Linked DNA regions of Mus musculus: regions 1, 2, 3, 5 and 6 are each linked to region 4. Evidence: chromatin contacts called from public Hi-C, HiChIP or PLAC-seq and promoter capture Hi-C data. All regions are on one chromosome and are shown on one strand. Each heading gives the region's core, a stretch centred on a gene start, on an enhancer-like site or on the middle of the called end of the contact. The rest is flanking DNA. Distances are from core to core; before and after follow the strand shown.

The links. Promoter capture Hi-C pulls out the DNA fragments that hold promoters and counts their contacts. A called contact is a pair of places that touch in the nucleus more often than the background predicts. HiChIP or PLAC-seq counts read pairs in DNA pulled down with a chosen protein or histone mark. Capture Hi-C pulls out chosen DNA fragments and counts their contacts.
Region 1: an H3K4me3 HiChIP or PLAC-seq map of bone marrow-derived macrophages shows a contact between it and region 4, with 2.9 times the contacts expected there. The contact joins the enhancer-like site here to the promoter of Mtmr14 in region 4. A contact is called at or near these places in 1 of 39 promoter capture datasets (the 3T3-L1 cell line), 1 of 484 Hi-C or Micro-C datasets (embryonic limb bud) and 2 of 115 datasets of contacts at active chromatin or transcription factors (astrocytes and bone marrow-derived macrophages).
Region 2: a Hi-C map of uterus shows a contact between it and region 4, with 5 times the contacts expected there. The contact joins the promoter of Srgap3 here to the promoter of Mtmr14 in region 4. A contact is called at or near these places in 1 of 39 promoter capture datasets (liver) and 1 of 484 Hi-C or Micro-C datasets (uterus).
Region 3: a contact with region 4 is called in a promoter capture Hi-C map of adipose tissue. The contact joins the promoter of Emc3 here to the promoter of Mtmr14 in region 4. A contact is called at or near these places in 4 of 39 promoter capture datasets (the C10 cell line, liver, maxillary cranial neural crest and 1 more), 3 of 484 Hi-C or Micro-C datasets (CD4 T cells and neutrophils), 4 of 115 datasets of contacts at active chromatin or transcription factors (embryonic stem cells, memory CD8 T cells, microglia and 1 more) and 2 of 9 other capture datasets (adipose tissue and pancreatic islet).
Region 5: a Hi-C map of forebrain shows a contact between it and region 4, with 7 times the contacts expected there. The contact joins the promoter of Brk1 here to the promoter of Mtmr14 in region 4. A contact is called at or near these places in 4 of 39 promoter capture datasets (hippocampal neurons, liver, pre-B cells and 1 more), 2 of 484 Hi-C or Micro-C datasets (CD4 T cells and forebrain), 1 of 115 datasets of contacts at active chromatin or transcription factors (embryonic stem cells) and 2 of 9 other capture datasets (liver and pancreatic islet).
Region 6: a promoter capture Hi-C map of pre-B cells shows a contact between it and region 4. The contact joins the promoter of Prrt3 here to the promoter of Mtmr14 in region 4. A contact is called at or near these places in 6 of 39 promoter capture datasets (the C10 cell line, embryonic stem cells, fetal liver and 3 more), 1 of 484 Hi-C or Micro-C datasets (regulatory T cells), 3 of 115 datasets of contacts at active chromatin or transcription factors (embryonic stem cells and memory CD8 T cells) and 2 of 9 other capture datasets (adipose tissue and liver).

The regions. Positions count from the first base shown.
Region 1 is chr6:112,737,543-112,740,668 of GRCm38.p6, reverse strand. Srgap3 (SLIT-ROBO Rho GTPase activating protein 3) reads left to right here. Exons shown (of 22, transcript NM_080448.4): 16 at 1,245-1,350; 17 at 1,559-1,786. Among named protein-coding and RNA genes, the nearest start is that of Gm26799, 39 kb to the right of the region's middle. Within about 2 kb of position 1,523, at least 36 of the 459 cell types and tissues checked have an H3K27ac peak or open chromatin away from gene starts, as enhancers often do. A contact at or near this core is called in bone marrow-derived macrophages, where this site is marked.
Region 2 is chr6:112,945,966-112,949,157 of GRCm38.p6, reverse strand. It overlaps Srgap3 (SLIT-ROBO Rho GTPase activating protein 3), which reads left to right and starts at 1,892. Exons shown (of 22, transcript NM_080448.4): 1 at 1,892-2,728. The coding sequence starts at 2,662.
Region 3 is chr6:113,530,366-113,533,372 of GRCm38.p6, reverse strand. It overlaps Emc3 (ER membrane protein complex subunit 3), which reads left to right and starts at 1,735. Exons shown (of 8, transcript NM_175101.3): 1 at 1,735-2,045. The coding sequence starts at 1,891. It overlaps Fancd2 (Fanconi anemia, complementation group D2), which reads right to left and starts at 1,691. Exons shown (of 44, transcript NM_001033244.3): 1 at 1,625-1,691.
Region 4 is chr6:113,236,140-113,239,260 of GRCm38.p6, reverse strand. Mtmr14 (myotubularin related protein 14) reads right to left here and starts at 1,418. Exons shown (of 19, transcript NM_026849.2): 1 at 1,140-1,418. The coding sequence starts at 1,295.
Region 5 is chr6:113,603,227-113,606,060 of GRCm38.p6, reverse strand. It overlaps Brk1 (BRICK1, SCAR/WAVE actin-nucleating complex subunit), which reads right to left and starts at 1,289. Exons shown (of 3, transcript NM_133937.1): 1 at 1,165-1,289. The coding sequence starts at 1,282.
Region 6 is chr6:113,500,544-113,503,588 of GRCm38.p6, reverse strand. It overlaps Prrt3 (proline-rich transmembrane protein 3), which reads left to right and starts at 1,658. Exons shown (of 4, transcript NM_001289700.1): 1 at 1,658-1,739.

The DNA of each region.
Region 1 (3,126 bases), core at 274-2,773, 500 kb after region 4:
ATTAGTGATTTAAGTACCCTCTTTATAAAAAAAAACCCTGTCTTTAAGAACTATGATGTCGCTAGTAGCCATAGGAGGGTAGCTGGCATGGGTGACTGACAGGAGGGTCTAGAGGATTTATAGAGGAGCATAAGAAACTGACCGTGAGCTGTCCTGGGTGAGACTTCTTTCAGCCAGGTCTTGAAGGTGAGCTAGAGGGACCACCCTGTTGAAATTGAAGGCAGGCAACATCAATCCACATGCCCTATACAGTCAGGGCATGGGGGTGACGGATGCCAATATAGACTTCCACTTACTCTTCAACCCCACACAATGCCTACTCAAGAAGCAAGAACCCCAGCTTTGGTAGTAGCACCTCATCTAGACCCATTGTCCTAGGTCGTTTTCAATGGAAGAACAGTGGCCAGAAGATAAGGCATGCAAGAGTGTCAGTAGCCCTGTCATGCTGGCTACTGAGGAGAAAAGGGGTCTTTTGGAGGTTGGAGTTCTGTGAGGAAAATGTCACTGACAACGTGTGGCTTGTCCACCCTACACACAGCATTGACACCTCACTTCTTGTAGTTCTGGTTTGCCAACTTCATAGGTGTTCCGTCTTGCTGTGCCATCACACCAGCATTTGACTCTATGGTTCGCCTGAGAACAGATCCCTGATCTAGATCCTGGGCAGGCGCTAAGCTTTCTGGTCAATAGGTCACTCAAGAAGAGCCCGTGCTTGCACTATTCTTTTCTCGGTGACTGCAGCATTCCCAGGCCTGTGCTATGTCTGGTGCCTCTCACATTTTACTAAACCACTGTCCCTGTCTGTGACACCAGGACTCCAAGGCTGCCAGTGACTGAAATCCAAACCATCTGAGTCCATAAAACAGTTTCAGATCCTCTACCAGAAAACTAGGCAATTCATTTTAGGCTTCACATGGCCACTCTGTGACTCTTCTGACCATCAGATAGGTTTCTCATTTCTGGCAGAACCCTTGCTGTTCCAGATTTTCTGCTACCCAAGTCCCAGGCACCTCTCTATAGGATTCCCCACAAGTCCTCAAGACCAGCTCAAAGAGATTCTAAGTAGGCTAGCCCCCAACCTGTCTTGTTCTGATTGGCTCTAGCCAGGATCTCATATGAATCCCAACTGAGAGTAGAGCCTTCCTGATTGATCCCTATAGCTGATGGGGGAGGTGGAGCCTAGAGACATCTACTGCCTTGCTCTCCAAGGGTGTTGGTCACCTTGAACTCTCTGTACCTTACAGAACTGGAGAACCCAGCTGACAGGGTGCACCCAATCCAGCAGATCCTCATCACCCTGCCCCGCGTGGTCATTGTGGTCATGAGATACCTCTTTGCTTTCCTCAATCAGTGAGTACCTGGCCTGGGGAGCCCTCTGCCACTGGCCTCCTCTGGGCCAAGGCTCTTATGAATGCTATTTTATAAATCAGAATATAGAAACTTCTGCATTTGGGTTGTGTCCCCACTTCCCTCTCCCCCGCCCCCCGCAAAAAAAGGAAGGAAACTCTGGGGGAGGCTTTGCCTTGTGGGTGAACAGTGAGTATCTGTTCTCTCCTAGCCTTTCCCAGTACAGTGATGAGAACATGATGGATCCCTACAACTTGGCCATCTGCTTCGGGCCCACCCTCATGCACATCCCCGATGGGCAGGACCCTGTATCCTGCCAGGCGCATGTCAATGAAGTCATCAAAACTATCATCATCCACCATGAAGCCATTTTCCCCAGCCCTCGGGAGCTAGAGGGACCCGTGTACGAAAAATGCATGGCTGGAGGGGAAGAGTACTGGTAAGGCATCCTTCCCCTTAATATTCCCGTTAGCATCACCCTATTGTTAAAAACAATCAGAAGCCTTCCAGTTTTCTCATTACCCTAGGGGACACGCACTATAGCTAGTTTTCCTTGTAAATTTTACAGCAGTCCCATGTGAGAGACAACTACAGCAGTCAAAATTGCGTAAGTTACAAGGAGTAAAAACATGCCTTCAGATAGCCTAAGCCAATATGCACCTGTAGTTTACCTCACTAAAACATTTAGGGCTATATCTTCAGGTATGGCTGGATTCAGAGGCTCAGCAGTTGTCAGCAGGACCTGGCCTTGCAGTCTTCATCCCTTGGCTTCCCTTAGAGGCTGTCAGAGGACAGCTCCAGTTTTGTCACCCACTCTCTGGGCAACTCCAACACCAAGAGAGCCTTCCCTTTCTCAGGTGTTCCTGTGGAGACTTCCCAAGAGTTATTTCAGGGCTCTATCTGGGTCCGAGGGGCTCTTATAATGTGGTAGCTGGCCAAGTAACCTTTCCTTCTCAGGAAACAGAGGAGTGAGTGTCCCCACACCAACCTCCAGCCACTGACCCCTCCCACCCAGGGGTTCATTCTCCCAGAGTCTCATGTCTTTGCATGCCCCACCTGAGGTCACTAGTCATTAGTCAGGTAGCTTCTATGATGCTCTGTATAAGGAGAACTAGTAAGGCACCTTTTCAGACCCAGGTCTGGCTTCCTTCTTCAAGCTAACCCTGAAAGAGTGAAGGTGGCTATGTGTTTAATTGTAATGAGTGACTATGTAGACAGCACCAATCTACCAGATGTGTCAGGAAACTAGAGCAAAGAAAGGTTTTCACACTGAAAAATGATTGAGGGGCTTCGGGTATAGCCCAGTGATGGGGCATATACTTACTGTGTAGGGAGTCCTTAATTGGATCCTCAGCACCAAAGTAAAACAAAAAAAAAAAGATTAATGTTGGGGCTGGAGTGATGGCTCAGCAGTTGAGACTGTACGCTGCTCTTACAGAAAGAGGAGATCAATTCTCAACACACAAGTCTGTCAGCTCATGGCTGCCTATACTCCAGCCCCAGGCGACCTGATGCCTTCTGCCCTCCACGGGCACCTGCATTTATACACATATCGTCCCCACCCTCCACATACAAATAATTTTTAAAATAAAATAAATGTTTTTAAGGAAATAGGTTCTTTTACCCCTGATTTAAACATCCCACAATGTGTGCATACATTAAATGGTCACATGACATCTCACAACTACATATAATCCTTATGATTTTTGTACAGTTAAATTTTAATTAAAAAGGAAAATTCAGTGGGGGAGGAGGGATGCAGAGAAGAGAAAATTAAGC
Region 2 (3,192 bases), core at 643-3,142, 290 kb after region 4:
AACTGTCATTTGATAGGCGAGAACACTGAAGTTCTGAGACGACATGGAGGCCACACAGCTGGGATGTGGCTGGGCCAGACTCTAAATCATCTTTCTTCTGAGAAAGAAACCCAGCCCTTGCTGTTCAACAGGCATTCTCTGACACATCTCGCTTTATTGTCTCATGGCTTCTTGGGACATTCCCATGGCTCAGCGCGCTGTATGCGTCTCTGACATGCATGTGTGGTTTAAAAATTCTCCTCATGGCTAGAATGGCCGTTTCCTGGGTTCCTGCTCCCAGCGGCCACAGAGAGCAGTCAGAGTCACCTGGCTCCAGGCTCCTAGAAGAGACAGGAAGGAATCTGGTTAGCTGCATATTCACATTCCAGGGCATAGGACACTAACTCCACTTTTCTCTGAGGATCTAGGCTTAAGGCAGGTTAATCTCTGAGCATATCTTCCTCTAATGACACTTGTGGCTTCTGCATAGCAGAGGGCCTACATGTCCCTGGGAAGGGTGAGGCAGGAGGATGTGGGCTGTGGCATCTGCTTATGAACTCTGTAACCTCCTCTTTCTGTGTCCAGAGCTATAATAAGCCTATGATTCACCAGGTGAACTGCTCAGGCAGCTGCTGTGCATTCCCCAACTGAGCCCTTGGTGCTCACCCACTGATCACTAGGCGGGAGGACCCTGTCTCACTTTACCTACCTCTCCAGACCCGTTCTAGCTGCATACTCTCTTGGGGAGCCCTTAGAGGCTGGTACGGATAACCTGTTCATTTCTAAACCCAAGCCAAATCACATGTTGGGCCATTCCAGAAGGACAAGTGGAAGGTGGTACCTAGTTTGAGAAAGTTATGGAAGTCTCTTTCAGTGAACTCTTGGGGGACAAGACACTCTCATGACAGTTTATTATCAGGCATCCTATGGTACTTGATGCCAGTTTGACCTACCACACTGAACTATTTGAAATGCCAATGAAATTAGGACTCTCTAATGAAATGCTGGAGACTCCTACTGAGTCTTTACTACTGGTGGGTTTTGTTGTCTGGGTTGGAATGCTGGCACCCTGGTAAGTCATTTTCCACTTATATATAATGTAGCCCCTAGGATGCTGGGGTTACCATAGTTGCTACTATTTATAGGGAGCTTACTGTGTACCTAGGTACTGAGCCAAACTGTTTCTGTTCATACTCCATCTCCCAAAAGCTCTTTACATTTGAATCCCCCCGCTCTGTAATATTTTCAATTCTTAGCACTTGTCATTTTTACCCATTCTATCATTCAGCGTGTAGTTAAATTCTGTTGTACTGTCATATGGTGCTTCTTGCCTTTATAACGCCAGTGGGCCCTTTAGTAAGCTTTTTGTATGTATTTGTTGAAATTGTCCATTAAAGAGTCTCCAAAGAGAGCTTATTTTACTGGTAAAGGAACTAAGACGAGGGAGTCAGAATGGCGCTGTCCCACCTTCTCTGAGCCTGAAGGCAGCCCTGTCTGCCAGATCTCTCTGCAAAGCTGAAACCTCTGGCACTGTCCCTGTTATCAAGTAATTCTTTCAAAAATAGTGGCCTCTCCTGCATGCATCAGACTCTGCCAGAGTCTCAGGCAGAGTGACAACTCGTCATATAGTTGCTAGTTTGAGCACGACGCAAAGAAAAGAATCTTTCTGTGTTTGTTAGAAAATCTCCAGCCTAACTACTACTAGCTCGAGTTTGCAGGAGCCTCCCAGGCCTTCCCAACCTGATTTCCCCCTCCTGCCGCCTTCCCTTTTGTGAGCGTTTCTTCCCCTTTTTGCTTGCAGCTAGTTCAGCTCTCCTGTAGGCTACAATGTGTCAGTTGTTATAAAATCCGGGAGGCGGAGTCTAGTGACGAGGGCGGTGGGGGAGAGCTCAGCCAGCCCTGCAGGGTGAGCAGTCCAGCCCTGGGTCCAGCGGAGCTAAAACGCTACAGCCGGGAAAACTTCCACCTCCCTCTCCTGGTTTTGATCCTCACCGTCCAGCAGACCCGAGGCGCCGATCGACCGGAGGGAGGATGAGAGATGACCGGTCCTTTGGCAACCTGACCATTTCCTTAGCAGAGCCTTCCAAAGCGAACCGGAGACTGGCCACACGACCCAGGAGGCGCCGCGCCTCTTGTGGATGTGTGTGTATGAGTGAGCAAGCGGGTGTGTGTGTGTGAGTGAGGGTGTGTGTGTGTATGCGTGTGTGTGTGTGTGTGCGCGCGTGTGTGTATGCGCGCGCTTGTGGTGTGGATGGGTGTGTGCACAGCACAATTGCGTGGAAGCGTGTCTGGGTGAGCGTGTGTGTGCACTCGTGAATGTGTTTGTGTGTGTGTGTGTACGTGTGTGTGTGTGTTTGTGTGTGCTCTTGGCTGCTATTATTATTATTTTGGAAGAAAAATCCTGGAAATCTGGGGCAGGTTATGGTACTCCCAGGGTGACTTCTTTTGCAAGAGGAGCTGACCAGAGCAAGCCACTAGAGCCATTTCCCTGCCAGCAGAGAGCATTTTCCTCCCAGAAGAAGGATTTCAACCCCGGGGCTCTGTAGCCAAGTAAAAGAGATTAGCCCTTGAAACCTGTGAAATCGACCATTGCTGTGTGATTACCCAGGCTTGGGAGAGGACTTGGAGAGAGAAGGAGAAATAGATCAAACAGCCTGTCAGTTCTCTTTGCCACGTCGGAAGATGTCATCTCAAACTAAGTTCAAGAAAGACAAAGAGATCATTGCTGAATATGAAGCCCAAATAAAAGGTGAGTGGTGGGGCCGAGGGACTTTGCCTTCTCTCCGTCCCCTTGTCTCTCCCTCTGCTGTCTCTTCCTTCGCCTCCCTGCCTTCTTGAGAAGTTGCTATGCAGCAATAATCTTATTGTAAGGAGGAAGGACCGGGTGCTGGCTGCACAAGTCCAGACTGGCTCCCACTGCAGATAGTGCCTGGGCTGGGAGCGTGAATTACAGAAAGGGCAGAAATCTCTGCATTGCAGGTGTGTGAGGAAGGGACTTTAGGAGTGTCGCCGGTACTCCATCATCTTGGCAGTGATATGTCACTCTAAGGCCATTTTGACAGTCAAGGCCTCCTCCCCCTCACTCCCATCGAGAAAGCCCTTTGCTATTTATGTATATATTTTTTGATCTGCTCTCCCCATCCCTTCTTTTGGCTTTTGTGGGTGGTTGTTTTTGCCTCTGCTGCCTTCTCTGGGCTGAAATTCAAATGCATG
Region 3 (3,007 bases), core at 486-2,985, 290 kb before region 4:
CAGGAGGCGTACAGCATTACAAGGTCTTAATGTATTGAACTACGTCTGTGTGACTGCAATCGAAGAGAAGCCAGGGAATTGAGTGAGAGCTTATGAGGACCGTTAGTCTACCTGTAGGTGGAGCAGTGAAGAAAAGCAGGAACAATTTTTCTGAACACGTTTTCCGTTTCAACATCATAGCTTTGTGTGTGCTAGGACAGTCATTTTTATTTTTAAAATATCTAAATCTTAGGTGTATGATGATTTGCCTGTGCATACGACTGTGGACCATGTACACACTGGATGCCTGCATAGGCCAGAAGAGAGTATTAGAGCCCCCAGAAGTGAAGTTACAGATAGTTATGAGCCACTATGTGGGTGCTGGGAAAGGAGCCGAGATTCTCTGCAGAGCAGCAAGTGTTCTTAACCACTGAGCTATTTTTCTAGTACGTATTTATTTTTAAGACAGGATTCCACCATGTAAATTGGACTGGCTGGTCTACATAGTTACCAGTTACATTCTAGGCCAGCTTCAGATATACAGTGAGGCCCTATCTCAATAACCAACAAACAAACAACCTTGTCTTATATGCTCTAATTATAATCTACATATTTCTCACATGCTAACTTAAGAAAGATACCATTACTAGTCTCCTAATCAGGGGAAGGGCTGAGGTTCTAACTCTAAAAAGTCTGGTTCCAGAATCTGTACTCCTTGTTTTGTTCATTTATTTTTGGTTCTTAGACAGGCCAGAATCTGTGGGTTTTGTCTTACTTTCAACTTCTAGGGTCTTGTGTAGCTGTTTGGTCTTGAACTCATACATAGCCAAAGGCAACTTCTCCTGCCTCCACCTCCTAAAAGCCAAGACTATGGGCTATTATTATTATTACTGTTTTTTATTTGGTTGGTTTTGTTTTTTTGTTTTGCTTTCTTTTGTTTGAGACAGGGTTTCTCTCACTCTGAGGACTGGCTGACCTTGATCGAACTCAGAGATCCAACTTCCTCTGTCTCTCAAGTGACACCACCACCCAGCTTCTCTCTCTCTCTCTTTATTTTTCTGTGTATACAATGTTCTGTCTGCACATCAGAAAAGGGTATCAGATTTCATTATACATGGTTATGAGCCACCATGTGGTTAAGGGGAATTGAACTCAGGACCTTTGGAGAAGCAGCCAGTGCTCTTAACCTCCAAACCATCTCTCCAGACTAGGGCAATGGTTTCTATTAAGGATTAACGTTCCTGGGCTGGTGAGACAGCTCTGGGATTAAGAGCGTTTACTGCTCTTGCAGAGGACCCAGGTTCAGTTCCCATTCAAACATGCGGCTCAAAACTGCCTGTAACTCCAGTTCTAGGGAATCCTGCGCCCCTTCGGGTTCCTATATGCATGTGGTGCACATAAACACAGAAGGTCAAATCATACATATACATTAAATAAGTCTTGCCAAAAAAAAAAAAAAAAAAGCCTCAAAAACTAAAAACAGGTTCAAATTTCTTATTATACGAGATTTCTTATTATGCGTTTCCTACAATAATATGTAATCACTGACAGCCACTTTTCAGAGGGAAACACTAGAACAAGTCAGGGCCGTCTGACTTCGGAGAGATACCATCTCGCTCCCAGGAAAGCCTAAAAAGCCACTAACCTGGGGACCCGCCAGTTGCTTCCCTTCGTTTTCGACTTTCCCGCTAGAAGAACGGCGCTCTGACGCCATCAAAGCCGCGCCGTGGCGTGACGTTACTCGCCCGCACCGGAAGTTGACGGCCTGGCGGCCCAGCTGGAAACAGTGCGCGGAGAAAGCTAGGCTGCCCCAGATTCCACGCCAGCCAGACTGAGGGGCGGGTGAAGGCCCGGAGCCGAAAGCCGGGAGGAACCCAACTCCTCCCGACCCGCAGCGAACTCTCAGCGAAGATGGCGGGGCCCGAGCTGCTGCTTGACTCCAACATCCGCCTCTGGGTGGTCCTGCCCATCGTTATCATCACTTTCTTCGTGGGCATGATCCGCCACTACGTGTCAATCCTACTGCAGAGCGACAAGAAGCTCACCCAGGAACAAGTGTCTGACAGGTCAGTACCCTCACCCTATCCTGCTGACCTCACTCCCGGGTGACCTTGGTCAAGAAAGTGCAGGGATTGATTGTATCACTTTAACTGAGTTTTCATCGCGCCCCTACGGGTTGACCTTGGCGGTTAGCTGTGTTTCATTTTTGTCAGTAAAATGGGAATAATCTCAGTACCTACCTAATAGAGAGAGCAGGCATGTAGATGTTAGATTGGATGATACCTAAAAGCCTTTAGCCCAGGGCCTTGCATGTACTAAGTGTTTAAGAAAACGTTCTTAATATTGTTAGGCTAGTTGCCAACCGTCAGTGAGGTTCTCTCTGAACTATCCTGCTCCATTCCGTTATTAAGAGTACCCACTGAGAGTCAGATGCAATATTCCCTTGAGTCCTGCTAACATCCAGGCAAGTGAATTTCATAATCTACACTACCAAAGAACTGTAGTGATCTGCTGAGATGCTAAGGTATAAAGTGCCTCCAAAGCTTGGAGACTACCACAGAGACGTGTGAGGAGTTGCGATGGACCATTCCACCTGCCTCCTCTCCTCACTTGCCTTCTTACAGTGCTTTTCTGTGGGAGACAGAACTTTGACATAACTTCAGCCACTTCACATTAAAATCAGTAACAGTTTTCAATCACTTATTCTAGTCATTTTCAGAGACTAGCTGAAGACAGTGCTGCTGGTTCCTTGACTTGTCCAGATCACATAGGAATCACTTTAATGAAGAGAAACGTTTCAAACGTTTCTGCAGAGAACAGAAAACAAAAACCAAAACAAAACAAAAACCTCATTTTGCCGGGCGTGGTGGCACACACCTTTAATCCCAGCACTTGGGAGGCAGAGGCAGGTGGATTTCTGAGTTCAAGGCCAGCCTGGTCTACAGAGTGAGTTCCAGGACAGCCAGAGCTATACAGAGGAACCCTGTCTCGAAAAACCAAAAAAAAAGAAGAAGAAGAAAAAAAAAAA
Region 4 (3,121 bases), core at 169-2,668:
GCTGGTGATGTAGCTCAGCTGGTAGAATGCCGGTCTGGCATGCATAAAAACCTGTGTTCAATCTCCAGCACCACAGAAACCAAGCATGAGGGTAAACACCTGTAACCCCATCACCTAGGAAGTGGAGACAGAAGGACAGGAGTGCATGACTGGCCTTGGTTGGGATAACGCATTTAAGGCTTTTCTGAACATACAGTACAAATTCTAGGGTCTGCCTCCCCAGACATTGTGCTTTAAGAGAATCTAAGACCAGAAATCTTTGTGTTTAACAAGAGCTCCAAATGATGCCAATTATAATCTGAAAGGTACTTAATTGTCTGGTCCGATAATACCACATTAGTGATCTTTCTTAGGTTGTTACTTCAGAGATTAATAGAAGATGTCTCAGCCCCTAGGTAACCTCTGGGGCCAAACCAGTTTTATGGCCCAGCACAGAGACCAACGCCAATGTGTAATGCCACACTGGGAAAGAGAAAGGGCCGGGTCTATCAGTGCTGAGGTCAGTATGCCTCGACCAGATCAGCAGCTCTCTTTTCAGGCCTGGTGACTAGGGCAGAGGGAAATTCCCGGGGTGGGGGGACAACGGACAGAGACTTCTGATAAAAGGAACAGAAAGGGAATGTGGGTTCTCTTCTTGCTCTACAGGAAAGGAAAGGGAAGGGCCTAAGTCATGCTGGTACCTTATAAGGAGGTGACACACTCCGCTGTTCTCTGGGCTCCATAATGTCACACTACTCCAGACTTCTACTCTGATCTCTGGTCCAGAGGAGTCTCTTCCCCATTTTTACTTAGATTTTAGGGGTTTTGTTTTTTGTTTTGAATCTGTTGGTAACCCCTCCTAGGCTCACGAAGGGTAGCGTTCCTATTGTCTAACCTTTGCACCTGGCCCACAACTCCGACCCTTGACCTCCAAACCCCTGTTAAAGCAACCCCCCACCCCAAAACCCACAAGGAGCTTCGGTCCTCCTCTTTGGTGTAAAGCCGGATCCTTACTCTCTGAGTCCATATCCTGGATAAGTTCCTCTCCCGTGCCTCCCCAAGGAGGTCTCATTCCAGCTCTCCTCCCATCCCGAACCACAGTCTTCCCTCGGTAACTCAGGCCAGGGACCAGTTCAGGTCGTTGCACCTTTGGGGCTCACCTTAGAGCCGCTCTTCCCGCCGCTGTCCTTGGCACGGTACTGAGTCCGGGAGAACTCCTCCAGCAGCTCCCAGAGCCCGGGCTCCTGAGGCGGCGGGCTGCCCGACGAGGCGGTGGAACCCGCCGAGGCGGCGGCGGCGGCCCGAGCACCCGCCATGCACAGCCTCGAGTCCCCTCAGGGCGCCTTCCCCCAGCCCATGGCACCTGAAGCTCGGACTCCGGCTCTAAAACCTCCTGAACCGACTCAGCCGCCGCCTTCTTCTTCCACTTCCGGCCCCGCCCCACCTCTCCGGATGTTTACTCCCGCCGCAGCCAATCAGAGCCCGGGGTTCGTGCCCGGCCCACAGGTCCCCGGCCCACCCCTGACGCGGAGGGATCCAAGTGGCCTCACGGCGGGGGCCGCGCTCCGCCCAAGGGGTTTCCCCGGGGGAAGCCGGGCTAAACCACCGCGGCTGCGGGGAGGGGAAAGGCGGGAACCATTGGCAACAAGAGAGGAAGGAACCGCCGGAGGCCTGAGTTAGTGCTGGCAGCAAGAAGACGAGAGCTGCAAGAATCAAAACAGCATTTCAAACAGCACTTCTCCACTGCTCTTATGGACGTCCCTGCCAATATAGCGTGGACCATCATCCTATTTATTTAAAAAGATTTTCTAGCTGGTGTCAGTAGGCAAACGCCAGAGGATGAAGCGTGAGAATCAGGCATTTGAGACTAGCCCAGACCACACCTTAATTTTTTAAAAATGTTTAAAAAAGTGTAGATAATAATGTTCCTTCATTTTCCTATCAGCTGCTTTCATCATAAATCAACACGTGCCAATCTCCTGCTCAGTTCTTCCCTGTCTAGGGAGTTGTTTGTGTATTGGGCTGGTGTTTGTTGTTTGATGTAGGTAATTATTTGTGGTATAGCCAAGGCTGGCCTTGAACTCCTGACTCACCTGCCTCCACTTTCTGGGTGCTGAGAATCTCAAATATCAGTCCCAAATTCCTAGAATTGTTAGTCTCAGAAGATGTGTGTACTATCTACCCCCAAGTATTGATGTTTAGAGAGAAGGTGTTAAGGCCTCCTTCAGTATTGTATATCTGAGGGAGAATTGCTCATTTGGCCATCAGTCAGACAGTTGATTAAGCTATAACTTATGTCGAAAGAAAACTCTCAAAATGAAATTGATGCTGTGAAAACATAGTAAGTTAACATAGTGCCTAAAAGTACTCATTTTCTTAGATTTGTAAAGAAATCTAAGGAAAACACAAACCACAACCCCTGCTGACTGTCAGTCACTCTTCATGCTCAACTAGGTCCTGTCCTGAATTCTAATACTGGAAATTAGTTTTCCCTTTTGGCGATGGTCAAATAGAATCAAAATATGCATTTTTTAAAAAAATTATTATTTAGTCTCGTCTTCTAAACTGTGATGATTATTCTTGCTTCCCAACTTGGGGAAAGGACTCTTCAGTTGAGTAATTGCCTCCACCTGGTTGGCCTCTGAGCATGTCTGTGGGGCCTTTTCTTGATTGCTAATTGATGCAGAGGGAGGTATCCACTTTGGAGAGGTGGTCCTGGGTTGTAGAATAAAGCAGGCTGAGAGAGTTACAGGGATCAAGCTGGTAATCAGTGTTTATTTCTCCATGGCCTCTGCTTCACTTTCTGCCTCCAGGTTCTTGCTTGAGTTCCTGTCCTGCCTGATGGTCCTCAATGATGATGTCACTGATGTGACAGTGTGAGCTCAATAAACCTCTTCTTGGCTTGCTTTTGTTTTTATCATAGCAACAAAAGTAGAACAAACATAATGTCTCTAAGATTTTTCTAGTCAATCGCAATGGCTTACACCTGTGAGTGAAGCCTTCCGAAAGCTGAGGCAAAAAGACAAAGGAGCCATCAAGACCAGCTGTGGTACTACAGTGTGCGACTCTCAAAAAAATCTGTTGCTATGAGTTATTTTGTAGATATTTTTGGTAAATACACACACACTGTCTCACCAGCCCT
Region 5 (2,834 bases), core at 40-2,539, 370 kb before region 4:
ACAGACTAGGCATCCCCTGCCCCTTAATGATGCATTTCCAATTTCCTTTTTGTTCTCTTTTCTCAAAAAACAAAAACAAAACAAAACAAAAAACCCCCAACCAACCAAAAAACAAAACAAAACACAAAAAAAGGAGGAAAAAAAAGGAGAGAGAGAAAGAAAACTCTAAGAAGTGGGGGATGCCGGGGTCTTGTGCTTACCACTCAGGAGCCCAATCCCTGAACTACACCCCGTAATTGAAGCTACTGTTCGGTTACCTTCTATCATACTACTTAGGACTCATCGGGTCTTTAGCTAGAAAATATACGATTCACTTTAATTTTTTTCAAAATACAGCACTTTCTCCCCAAGATGCTGAAAGTTGCTAATTAGTAGAACCAAAGCACTCTAGTGAAAAAGATCACTGGATGCCATCTGCACGTCTTGTATTGTGTAAGAAGGTCCCTGAAAGAACCCTTCCGGAGACCATAAGAAGTCTGTAACAGGTTTTCAGTCCAGAAGGCTAGGAACGCACGCAGAAAGAAATCAAGACTGTCACTAGCCGGCCACACCTAGGAATAGTTTTTTGGAAAAGTGGACTCTGCTGAAACCATCTGCCCTGTAAAATCCGAGGAGCCAGACAGAAGCATCCAGAGCACCTACCATGAAGCAGATACAGGGCTAGAAAAGCCATTCCCAAGGCCCGAGCGGGCCCCATCCCTTACAACCCTCAGCACTAGCACCAAATCGAGCCGGGGATGAATGAACCTGCCGGGAGTGGTTAAACGGGAGCAATAGAAGGCATGACATCAAAGGGGTTCGGACTTCTTCCTGAAGGAGATGGACAACGAGCAGGAGTCTCTCAACAGTAAGCGCGACCGTGACCGTGACACGGCTGCGCACTGCCTGCCAAGTGAAGACTGGCACGGAAGCGCGGCGCAAACCGGGGCGGATGATGGATGGGCCTAAGAGGCTGGACAGTGGGCGTGCTGACGAGCGCAAGTGGGGCATGGCAACGGGCAGGGTAGACCCTCGGAAACGGCCCAGTGAGGCTCGGGGTGAGGGCACTGGGGCCGGCGGGCAGCCAAAGAGGAAGCGAGTAGCCAGGGCGGCGCGCCTCTCCTCCCCGCCGCCGGCCGCCTCCCAGGCCTCCCTCCTCCCAGCCTCCCCTGCTCGCCCGCTGACCGAAAGAGTTGAGAAAGTCTGAGATTTTCTTGATGCTGCTGGTGATGATCTCAATGTACTCCCGGTTCGCCCAGTCCTGGTGAATCTCCCGCTGCACCGGATCCTCTTGTCCCGCCATGGCGGCCGCCTGAGGAAGAGTGACTGCGCAGGCGCCGCGACCTCTACAGGCCTCCAGCGCGCCTGCGCCGCCAGCCAGTACCCGAGTGTTCGAGCCCCAGAAAGGGCTGGCAGAGCGACGCGCGTGCGCACTCTAATCCCTGCGCTCTAGCTTGGCTCCCACGCTGGGGTAAACAAGATTCCTCCACTCGCGATGTGAAGACTAAGAGCTACCCTGTCCCCGGTTACAAGCACCCGCTGACCACTAGCGGATCTTGTCGTTAGGGGGCGCCCACACATTCCCACCTCCGCCTAAGGGTTGCTCCAAGCTCTCTTGCACCTTGTTAGCTGTGATGGGCACAGTCCACGAATCCCGTTTATTCAGAATGCTTGTCATGCTTGGGTCACAACTCTGTTCATTCTCGTTTTCTTTTAAAATTTGTTGTTGTTGTTGTTTTTCGAGACAGGGTCTCTCTGTGTAGTCTTGGCTGTCCTTGTACTCCCTCTGTAGACCAGGCTGGCCTCGAACTCACAGAGATCAGCCTGCCTTTCCCTCCGGAGTGCTGAGATTAAAAATGTGGCCACCACCGCCAGGTTAAAATTATTTTATTCGTATTATATGTGAGCGCTTACGTGGCACAACACGCGGGCGGAAGTTACAGGACAACTTGCAGGAGTGGGTTCCTCACCTTCCATCTTGTGGGACTGAACACTCAGATCATCAGCTTCAGTGTCTTTATTGTTCGAGGTGTCCCACCAACTCTGAATCTCCATATTTACCAAATGAGCAAAATACTTTTCTTTCTTTCTTTCTCTTCTCTCTCTTTCTCTCTCTTTCTCTCTCTTTCTCTCTCTTTCTCTCTCTTTCTCTCTCTTTCTCTCTCTTTCTCTCTCTTTCTCTCTCTTTCTCTCTCTTTCTCTCTTTCTCTCTCTTTCTCTCTCTTTCTCTCTCTCTTTCTCTCTCTTTCTCTCTCTTTCTCTCTTTCTCTCTCTTTCTCTCTCTTTCTCTCTCTTTCTCTCTCTTTCTCTCTCTTTCTCTCTCTTTCTCTCTCTTTCTCTCTCTTTCTCTCTCTTTCTCTCTCTTTCTCTCTCTTTCTCTCTCTTTCTCTCTCTTTCTCTCTCTTTCTCTCTCTTTCTCTCTCTTTCTCTCTCTTTCTCTCTCTCTCTCTCTCTTTCTCTCTCTCTTTCTCTCTCTCTTTCTTTCTCTCTTTCTTTCTTTCTTTCTTTCTTTCTTTCTTTCTTTCTTTCTTTCTTTCTTTCTTTCTTTCTTTCTTTCTTTCTTTCTTTCTTTCTTTTTCCAAATCAGGGTTTGTCTGTGTAGCCCTGGCTGTCCTAGAACTCACTTTGTAGACCAGGCTGGCCTCGAACTCAGATATCCGCCTGTCTCTGCCTCCCGAGTGCTGGCATGCGCCACCACGCCAAGCTGCCAAATACATTTTTAATGCTAATACCCAATGATGGACCGGCTGAAGCAAAATGGTAAGTCACAGTGTAAACTCATTCCATTTCTATCAAGAACTGCAAAAATAATCTCCAACCTTTTTACCTAATCGTTTCATTAAAAAAAAATCGTT
Region 6 (3,045 bases), core at 409-2,908, 260 kb before region 4:
CCACGCCTCTGCTAGATTATCACATCAGTTCCATGTTGGGTACAGTAAGAATTCTGGAATTTTGATTTCTTAAAAAAAAAATAACCCACAAATATTGTAAGAATGTGCTTTTGATTTAATCCCAGGTGTAGGGAGGTGGGGCTGCTTTGGACTGTCTGCCACAGCTGACTGTGATTTGCCTAGTGCTCTAGCAGAGACGTCATTTTGCCAGCTGCATAGTTTCTGTGATTGTGTGACCATTGGAATTCTGGGAACTTTTCAGAGGGTGTATAAATGCTATGGAGAGGCAGGGGTGGGTGGTTGTTGGTTGGAGGGGGTTGTGGTTTGTTAGTAGCTGTGCTCAAAGAACAAACAAAAGGAAAGAAATTAGATTCAAGGATCTCTCTTTTCTCTATCCTTCTTTCTGTCTCTAGTGATAGGGGGTGAAACTGGGGGTGGGAGGATAAAGTGCGGGGGATGGGGGTGGGAGAAGAACCCAGAAAGTACCTAAGGTCAGCTACAGTTCAGCCTTCTCCATTTCTCCCGCTAGTGTTAGAGGCTGAAGATAAAGAAGGTATTTGTGGTGATTTGAATAACAATGGCTCCCATAAGCTCATATAGTTGAATACTTAGCCATCAGGGAGTGGCCCTATTTTGAAAAGATTAGAAGGATTAGAAAGTGTGGCCTTAACAGAAGCTGTGTGTCAAATGGGGAAGGCTTTGAGGTTTCAAAAGCCCATGCCAGGCCTAGTCTGTCTGTCTGTCTGTCTCTCTGTGTGTGTGTGTTTCTATTGATCAGTATGTAGCTCTCAGCTACTGTTCCAGTGCCTGCCAACATGATGATAAGGGACTAAACCACTGAAGTTGTAAGCAAGCACCCAATTAAATACTTTCTCTTATAGCAGTTGCTTTGGTCACGGTGTCTCTTCATAACAATAGAACAGTGACTCAGGTAGTATTGTATCCAGTCACAAAGGCCAGAAGAAATTACATGATCGGCTAACCACATGCTGAAAATCACCACATCGGAGACCAGAAAGAAGTAGACCTAGGGCTGGCAAGCTGCTTCTGCAGGTAAAGAAGATCTGAGTTTGGTCCCCAGGATACACAAGGCAGAAGGAGAAAACTGACTCCACAGACATGATGTGGTATGCCACAGGCCACACAAATACAAACACACACACACACACACACACACCAAAATAACAACAACAACAATAATAGAAAAGAAGGAGGGTGAGGAGAAAGAAGAAGAAAAGAAGAAAAAAGAAAGAAGTAGATCTTCGAAAATGTGTCAGAATATATTGTAAAATGATGAGGAGAAAGGCAAGTTACAAGAGCAATTAAGAAAGCGTGGGCTCATTTTTATTTAATATGCTCTGGGAAAAGCCTGGAAGATATGCCAGGCTGTATGTATGATCTACCTATGCCTGTATGAATCCAGAGAAAGTGAGCTCCCAGTCCCCGCAGGTATGCAAATAAAGCGGGCTGTAGCTAGAAGGAACACTGCAGAACCCCACAGGGCTCTGACACCATCTGGGCTGTGCTGCTTGTGAGAAAGGGGCGGTGAGGAGCAGCGAACAGAGACCGTTCCCAAAGGAAAGGGTTAAGTATCCCGCGCTCCTGTGGGCGGGCTTGACGAGGAGATCGGCAGAGCCGGGCTCTGCTGGCCAAGCCTGAGCATCTCGGAGGATGCGCCTCCGGGAGCGGCTGCAGGGACGCGCGCAAGGTGAACGCATGGCTGCGGATGCAGCGCGCAGGTGAGGAGCTGGCCGAGGGAAGGGGAGATGGCGGGACCCAAGAAGGCAAGGAGCAAGGCTTACAGCCCCTTCGCGGGCATGGGCCTGCACGGTGCCAAACCCCACCCGGGACACTGCGGGAAGGCATGGAGCCAGGGAGAGAGAAGCTGGAGAAGGAGGAAGAGAGGTAACCCGAGATGGACCAGCTTCTGCAGGCTGTCCTGCAGAGGCCCTCACCCTGCTCCCCCCACCCCCTAGTCTCTGCGGCTGATTGATCTCATCTCCCCTCAGAACTGTCCAGCCATGGGGACCCTAATGCTAGGCAAGCTCCTGCCTGGACTGCGGGTGCCCACATCTCTTGCATCGGGGGTGGTAGGCAGATGGCATGTTATTCACTGAAGGCCCAGCTCAGCCATCTCCTCCTCTGCAAAGTCTACAGAGCTGTACGGGCTTCAGTATCTCTAGTATGTGTTTTCAGCTGGCTGTGCGACCTTGGACAAGTTGCTCAACCTCTCTGACTCTTGGTTGCCCACTCTCCTTTCCTGTGTGATGGGTACTTGCACCTGCTGTATGGGAAGGTTTAGAACAGAGGCCTAACTAAGCAAAGAGCTCAACACAGGGTATTATTATAACCTATATCCATATCAGGGGCCCCAAGTCCTTCCTTCGCACACCTCATCCCCAGCCTCAGAACTGAGGACTTTATGGGTCCCCAGACCCCAGCCTGGCCTATGAGCAGAACCTGGGGCTTAATAGATGTTTGAGAGAGGGCTTACCAAGACTTAAAGGCTGTCTGAATTAACGCTGTGACTGGACCCAAGAGGTCTTTGAATCCCCTGAAACTTCCCACAACCTCTGATGAGCCTAGGGGTACTCCTCGGAAGAGTCTCTGGGGTTACCTCTAACTTCTCCTAGTGTCTGAGCCACCAAAGGTGGCTGTGTCCAAGAGGAAAAGGACACAGCACCTGCCCCTAACACAGCTGGCCCTCAGCTGGCTGGCCACTGCTGATCCCTCCTACCTCCCTGGCCTACTTAAGGATGGACTTAGGAATAGGGACCTCTTGGGAATATATCTACCTGGGCCCGGATTGTACAGGGGCTGGAGGTGTAAAGGAAAAAGACAGGAGCCCCAGGCCAGCGGCAGACAGGAGATGATATACAAGGGAGCTTTGCTCCGGATAGGGAGAGCCAGGAACAGAAGGCATCCCTGGAGAGGAGTGTCTAGGCTAATACGAACTACCCTCCAATTGTCCCTGGACATGATGCCGACCTCTTTCCCTTTAAAAAACACTGCTTCTCAGACCGCCTCCTGTCGGAGCTCTCCAAT